2 separate regions of the Anser cygnoides genome follow, and region 1 is linked to region 2. The links are chromatin contacts, called in public Hi-C maps. All regions are on one chromosome and are shown on one strand. The core of a region is the stretch at or near the end of the contact, and the rest is flanking DNA. Distances in the headings are between cores, read along the strand shown. Region 1 holds the start of RAB17 (RAB17, member RAS oncogene family). Region 2 holds the start of ABCA12 (ATP binding cassette subfamily A member 12).

The links. A called contact is a pair of places that touch in the nucleus more often than the background predicts.
Region 1: a Hi-C map of liver shows a contact between it and region 2, with 2.9 times the contacts expected there. The contact joins the promoter of RAB17 here to the promoter of ABCA12 in region 2. A contact is called at or near these places in 2 of 7 Hi-C or Micro-C datasets (both in liver).

Annotation. Positions count from the first base shown.
Region 1 is chr6:10,954,081-10,957,343 of Taihu_goose_T2T_genome, reverse strand. RAB17 (RAB17, member RAS oncogene family) reads right to left here and starts at 1,666. Exons shown (of 6, transcript XM_048058455.2): 1 at 1,462-1,666. It overlaps LOC125182149 (a long non-coding RNA gene), which reads left to right and starts at 1,689. Exons shown (of 2, transcript XR_007161258.2): 1 at 1,689-3,263.
Region 2 is chr6:10,499,192-10,502,481 of Taihu_goose_T2T_genome, reverse strand. It overlaps ABCA12 (ATP binding cassette subfamily A member 12), which reads left to right and starts at 1,963. Exons shown (of 58, transcript XM_066999642.1): 1 at 1,963-2,117; 2 at 2,690-2,781. ATIC (5-aminoimidazole-4-carboxamide ribonucleotide formyltransferase/IMP cyclohydrolase) reads right to left here and starts at 2,242. Exons shown (of 16, transcript XM_013178608.3): 1 at 2,086-2,242; 2 at 1,589-1,715; 3 at 1-43. The coding sequence starts at 2,107.

The DNA.
Region 1 (3,263 bases), core at 417-2,916, 460 kb before region 2:
TGCGTGAAAAGATTTGCAGATTGTCTTGTAAACCCTGTTACTCGTTATTTCAAATTATTTCTTAAAATGCACCTCCATTTAACCCCAGAAGATTACACGAAGCTCACTTGACAATTACTGCAATTGCTGGAAATTTCCTTGCAAGCACCTATCGCAGAGGGGGAGCATCACCAGAGCTCATCTCCAACAATCTTTTTCCCATGGTAAGAGGGTGCAGGGGGTGCACGTCCCTGGTCGCCGGAAGAGAACGGCAAGAAAGCAAAACAAGTCATTTTGCTCTGATTTTGATGGAAAATAATAGGATTTAGGGGAAAGTGTTTGTTGCTGTTGGATTGCTCTTTGTCGGTGCTGCTGAGGCAGCCTCCCTGATTTCCCCATGCTGGGACGAGGGTGTCAGAGAGAAACCCTGAAATCCCCTTTCCTGCTGGTTTCCTGACCTAAGCCCCAGCAGGGCACACCAGGAACCTTGTTGGTATTGGAAACATTAGAAAAAAGTTTGATTTAACCTTACACAGACCCCATAGTTTGTGGCAGCTGTGTCCTGAGGCAGACATTTGGGGCAGGCTCGGCTGACCTTACCCTAGCAGCTTCGTGCCTGCTTCCAGCTGAGGGTTAAGCATTGCATAAAACCCACGTTTTATGGGCTTTATTGTTAGTGATATGAGCCAGAAACAGGAGGTGGAGCAGTTATCTGAGCTGGAAAGCAACAGCGAGGGCTCGGCGTTTGCCACTTGATAAGTCAGTATCTGTGTTATCGCTAACTTGGGAGGGGGTCCTGCTGTATTCACTCTCAGGGGTAAATATTTCCAAAAAAATATTATCCTTTATTTCCAAAAAAAATATCACTGGGGGGAAAACATAAAAGAAATGCAAATCTTTGGGGATGGAGACACTGAGAAGTGTCATTTAAGCCTTCATTTAACTTCCTGGGAAATTAACAGTGTCTGATTGATGTCTGAGCCAGCAGCTCTCAGAGGATGCTGGAGCCATTTGCTGGGTTTCTGCCGCACCTAACCTGCAGGTTTTGGACGTGGGATTTTTTATGTTTTTTTTTTTGTTTGTTTTTTTTTTGTTTTGTTTTCCCCAGATGGTGCTAGCACACCGGCGTCCCCAGATCGTTCCTGCTGGCGTTGAGCTCTGCGGCAGTCACCGTGCTTAGGGGAAGCTTGCCAGGGGACAGGGAAACATGCACTGCAAAGACACTTTGACGTGTACACACTGCTGGATCCACGCAGTGCTGATTTCCCAACACGATCAGCCCTCCCCTGAACTGCAGGGAGCAGAGGCTGGGTCATTATCGCCCTGCTGGGGAAATAATGCCAGCAACAAGCGGAGATCCCCCTCCGACTGCGATTTTGGAGGCTGGGCTGCCTTTGTGGCTGGGATCTGGGGCTGATTATTGGTGGGAAGACACAAATCTTGGGATTTTGGAGGGAGGTGGGAGGCAGAGGAAGGGGTTACCTGGCTGCAGGCTGGCTCTCCTCTGGCGCAGGGGTGGTGGAGGACGGGGACAGCCTCGACGGGTGGGGACAGCCTCGATGGATGGAGATGGCCTCAATGGATGAGGACAGCCTCGATGGACGGGAACAGCCTCGACAGATGGGGACGGCCTCCTCCAGCCTCCCCGGCTGCCTCCTCTCCACAGAAAACTAAAAGCGAAACTCCGTCAGGCGCGCCAGCAGCTGCCAGAGAGCGGTGCCAAAGCCGAGAGGTGAGCAGAAACGGGTGAACCTTAAACCCTCCCCGCCGGCTGGGCGAGGCAGGGCCATAAACCCTGCCCTCTGTGCTCCCTCTGTCCCCGCTGTCCCTTGTCCCTGCTGCAGGAGCCGTTTCTTTTCGGTGGCTTGTCCTCGGAGGTGCCGCGAGCATCACCGCCCGCATCCCGCAGCTGGGATTTGGGGATGGGGAGGGTTGGGTATGAGGCAGGCTGGAGCCAGGGATCTGGCCTTTGTAGGGTTTTTTATAATGCTGCAATTTCTGCTGACGCAGGTGAGACTCCTCTTTGGTCCCGGGCTGCGATAACTCGGAGCCAGGGCTGCCAAAGGGATTTGTTTTTGGGGAGCGGGTGGGAAGCGGCACACCCGCTGCTCCCGCAAAGGGCTTAGCAGACAAGCCGGCGAGGTGCAGACAAAGCGAGCAAAGAAAAAAACCTGAGCACTTGGGCTTTTCCTGCCTTTTAATTAAACTAATGGCTGGTTACCGCTGGGGCTGGGCGCTTTGTACAGAGTTCTTGTTAAAGCTCTTACATCTTAATGGGGGAAAAGCACAATGTATTGGGATAACCGGTCTGGAGAGGGAACAGGAAGATCTGCAGGTCATTAGAAACCTAAAGGAAGGCAGCTTTTGTGTTTGTAGCACTAACCTGGCCATCTGTAATGCCTTGCCTTCAAGAGCCAGCTCTGAAAGCTTTATGGATCTGCACATGTAACTTTTTGGTCCGTGAGCCAAACGAGAGTGGATTTCCTTTTTTGGGGGGAACAAATCCCAGCACCGACACCGCTCAGCTGCATCCAGCCCCCAAGCAGAGCTTAGCCTGCATCCAGCTCCTTGCCAGAGGGCAGCAAAGCCTTTCCTCCCGGCTCCCTGCCCATCAGCCAGGCTGGAAAGGATCTGGGGAGCCTTTGAAGAAGTTTCCTAACTACCCTGTGAAATCCCGAACTGGCGTGGCCCCGTGAATGGTTGGTACAGCAGAGGGGTAGAAAAGCGTTTGGGCACTTCTTTTTTTCTTTGTTCCCATCCCAGTGGCACCTGCCTGGGATGAGGCAGGGGCTTTTATAAGCCTCCCCTGGGTCCCAGGGATGTGTCCCTGGGGTGGGCACCGCCTCCCGCACGGGACCTTCTCCAGCGGCAGACCCGCTAGAGGGCATAGCTCGTCCGTGATTTCAGACGGCACAGCTCTCCGCTGCCGAGTCTCCTTTCGGAGCCTGCTCCCGGAGCCTGCACCCTTTAGTTCTGTGCTTGTGGTTACACCACAAGACCTCGTAGGAGAGCTCTGGCCACAGGGCTGGTAGGGACCAAATATCCCAGCCCAGCAAGGCGTGACCTGAGCACCTCGAAACCACTTGCGGACCTTCCCCTGCTTTCATCCTTTTTCCTGGAGGAGCTGCAACGTTTTAGTGCACAGGGCTACCAGAACAGGTCAAAATAAATCTCCTAGGGCATATTTCGGCCACCCAAATTGCTCCATGGGCACCGCTGCCTGCCTCGTCTCTCGCTGCACAATGGGCTGAAGAAAGTACCTGAAAGCACGAGTGGCTTTTCCT
Region 2 (3,290 bases), core at 714-3,213:
TCCTCCTAACATCTCAGGGAATCCTGTCAGGTCTGAAACATCTCTGCTCAATGAAAAAACAGCAGGTTAATTGAAGTGCCATAATGACTTTATCTATAGGTTGAATGTTTCATTCCCATCAGGGGCAATTTACATCTACTGGCAATGTTGGTAAGACGCATCATTAAAGATGCGACCTTTTAGGTCACAGCCAGAGCTGAACATCTCTGCTTTATTCAGGAAGCGGAAGGTTGCAAACACTATCCCCTGTACTGTCTCCACCATCAAAGATCAGACCAATGTGCTAGAGCCATGTTGAATTTTAAAAGTCCTCCTGTCCCAAACAGATTTTGACAGTTACAATGAGCATCAGTGCTTCAAGAGATATAAAATGAAGGAATTGGTGGACAGAAGAGAATCCAAAGGCAGAGAAGGGACCAGAACAATAATGTAGTAACAAGCAGAACTGCAGAAAAACAACGTAAGAACAAATTAAGACAGAGCAATTCTGGGTTTCTCTAATAGATCTAACAGCTTCATATCATCCTATCTGGGTAGACCCTAATTAAATGTCCCAAACAATGAAGTTACTTTAGAGCCTGTCTTTCATCCACTTTGAAAATATGTATCATCCCCACAGCTGAATACAAATTACAATAAACTGGAGAGAGAAGGGGAAATGTGACCATCTTTTGCTTCAGGCTTTGCCAATAGCACAGCCAAGTAAGGAATCTGGAGAGACAAAACCAAGTGCTGGATAACAGAGAGGGAACTCTGGAGGTGGTGTATATTCATGCTTATGCATCTCAGGGGCCTATCACTGCATTCAGTGTAGGCAAAAAGGAGCCACAGTCACCTGTCCTGCCAAGTAAGTGACAGATTTTTTCATCACTATACTGCAAGTGTTTTTTTTTTTTTTTTGGCTGGAGCTGATTTTGAGTCACGGCACAGAAGAACCCAAAAAGCTTTCCCAAAAATCAAGAGCCAAAACAGCTAGTGCCTGTGCATGCTGCTTCTCAGACACTGAACGCACAGCACTTGCAGGCTTTGTCTCAAAAAACAGGCCATCATCCTGGTAAAATTATTTGTGACAAATGATCTCTGCTGAGCTTCAATATATCCCTGACACATGTCACTCTTCCTGTCCCAGGGCCAGGCAAAGATCAGCTTCCAGCCAGCTGTAAAGAGCAGTACTAGGGCCTGATTACAAATTTCACGACCACTAATTGACCATTAATTACCTCACGGGAAAAAACCTGGCTCAAGACAGACAGACAAAAACGCATCTCCAGCACAACACTCCTGACAGCTCTACTGGTCTCAGCGCTGAGCTGCACAGCACAACTCTGTCACCAGCCAGCCAAGTAGCCAAGATGATTCTGAAGTTTGTTTCGGGGCTTTTAGTTTTGTTTGTTTCAGGGAAAACGTGTTTGCTTGCGTTGTCTTGCGGGGAAGACTTACTTACAGACTTTTTTTATCCCGTGCCAGTTTTCAACCATTCTGTGCTGAATGGAGCACAGAATTACCTCCATTCTGAAGGGAGGTAATTTAAGCAACCTCAGGGCACAAGGAGCATTTCTGATGGTGATGCACAAGAAAGCACCCGTACCTGACAGGCAAGCCAGCATCTCTCAGGGATTTGGCTGTTCCTCCTGAGGCAATCAAACCCAGGCCCAGAGCATTCAGGCTCTTGGCAAACTCCACCAGGCCGGTCTTCTCGGAGACGCTGAGCAGAGCTGGAAGGCGGGAAGAGCGCGAGGATGGCGTTTTTAAGAGTGCGACACCGTACAGAAAAGAAAAAAGAAAGAAAAAGGCACGATGAGGAAATTGATCTGTAACTTACACACGCACGGAGGAAGCTCCCCCCTCCCCTCAGCCCTCACCCCGACGCCATTTCGGGGCCCGGCGCCATGGCCGCCACCTCCCCCCCCCCCCACCTTTCCCCTCACGGTGGCTTAAGGGTCGCCGCCGTTTAACGGTCGTTTTTAACGGTCACCGCCGGTTAACGGTCGGTTTAACAGTCGCCTTCTCCACAGCGGTCGGTCGGTGTCCCCCCTGTTCCCTCACGGGACCCCACCGCCCTCCGCACGGCCGCCGCCGCGTTACCGAGCTGCTGCCGGGCAGCCATGGCGCCGTCGGTGGGTGTCAGGAGGAGGAGGAGGAGGATGTGGAGGACGAGGAGGAAGGAGCGAGCAGCGGCGGCCCGCGGGGATTTGGGCGCCCGCAGCACCACGTGGGGCGGCCCGGGGAGGGGAGGGAGCAGGGGCGGGGGCCGCCGCCATTTCGGGGCCCGGCCTGAGGGGCGGGGATGGCGGCGGGGGGGACGGGGCGGTCGCGGAGCGCAGCGGGTGGCAGCCCGGCAGACAGCCCGCGTGGGGTCTGTGTGGCACCTGTGTGGGGTCTGTGCAGGATCCCTGAGGCACCCATGTGGGGTCCACGCGGAACCCGTGTGGGACCCCTGTGGGATCCGTGTGGGACCCCTGTGGGATCCGTGTGGCACCCGTGTGGGATCTAGGTGGCGCCTGGGTATCTGTGTGGGACCCATATGGGATCCGTGTGGTGCCTGTGTGGGACCCATGTGGGACAAATGTGGGATCTGTGTGGGACGTGCAGGTTTGTCAGAGGGCCCTTCGCTGACAGGAAGCCCAGCCTACCCCAGCACAGTCACTGATGGAGCAATAAGGGTGATTACTTTTTGTTTTCCCCTCAGAAATAGTGCAGTTTCAGCTGTGGAAAATCAACTCTTGAGAGTCTACTGAAGAGAAGGGAGCAAAGGCATAACACTTGTTTACCAAGTCTAAGGTAAAAAATTAAGCTTGCAAATAGTAGAATGATATTTTTCTTCACTTTATTTATTTTTCTTGGTAAGGGAGAGCTTTCGTCCCCTACACGCCTCCAGATTTCCTGGAGTTCTGTGCAAAGGAGTTTTGTTTGCTTTCAGCCTAGCTTGTGCCTGACACCACTGCCAGAACACCCCAGAAAAAGGTGCAGCAGTTGTGATGGCAGCAACCCATGCTGTTTGAGGCAGGTAGAGAGCTCTTGGAGTTATTTTCCAGCCCAGCTCCTAGCCATCACCTTGCTAATGTTCTGAGGAGGCCTCCAGGGCTGTCCTGTCACTGCAGCAGTGCTCGCTCAGTGCTGCTGCTCCCAGCAAGTAGCATTGCCAGGAAAAACAGCAAATAATTTGGGTTCAGCAAGCTGAAAGCTGTTTTGTTTTATGTAGCATGTACATCTCTGATTCATGTCACCTCTAGTGCAGGGGGACTCAGGTATATGCATTTGGGACAGGCCCCCAAGACATCCCCACGTGC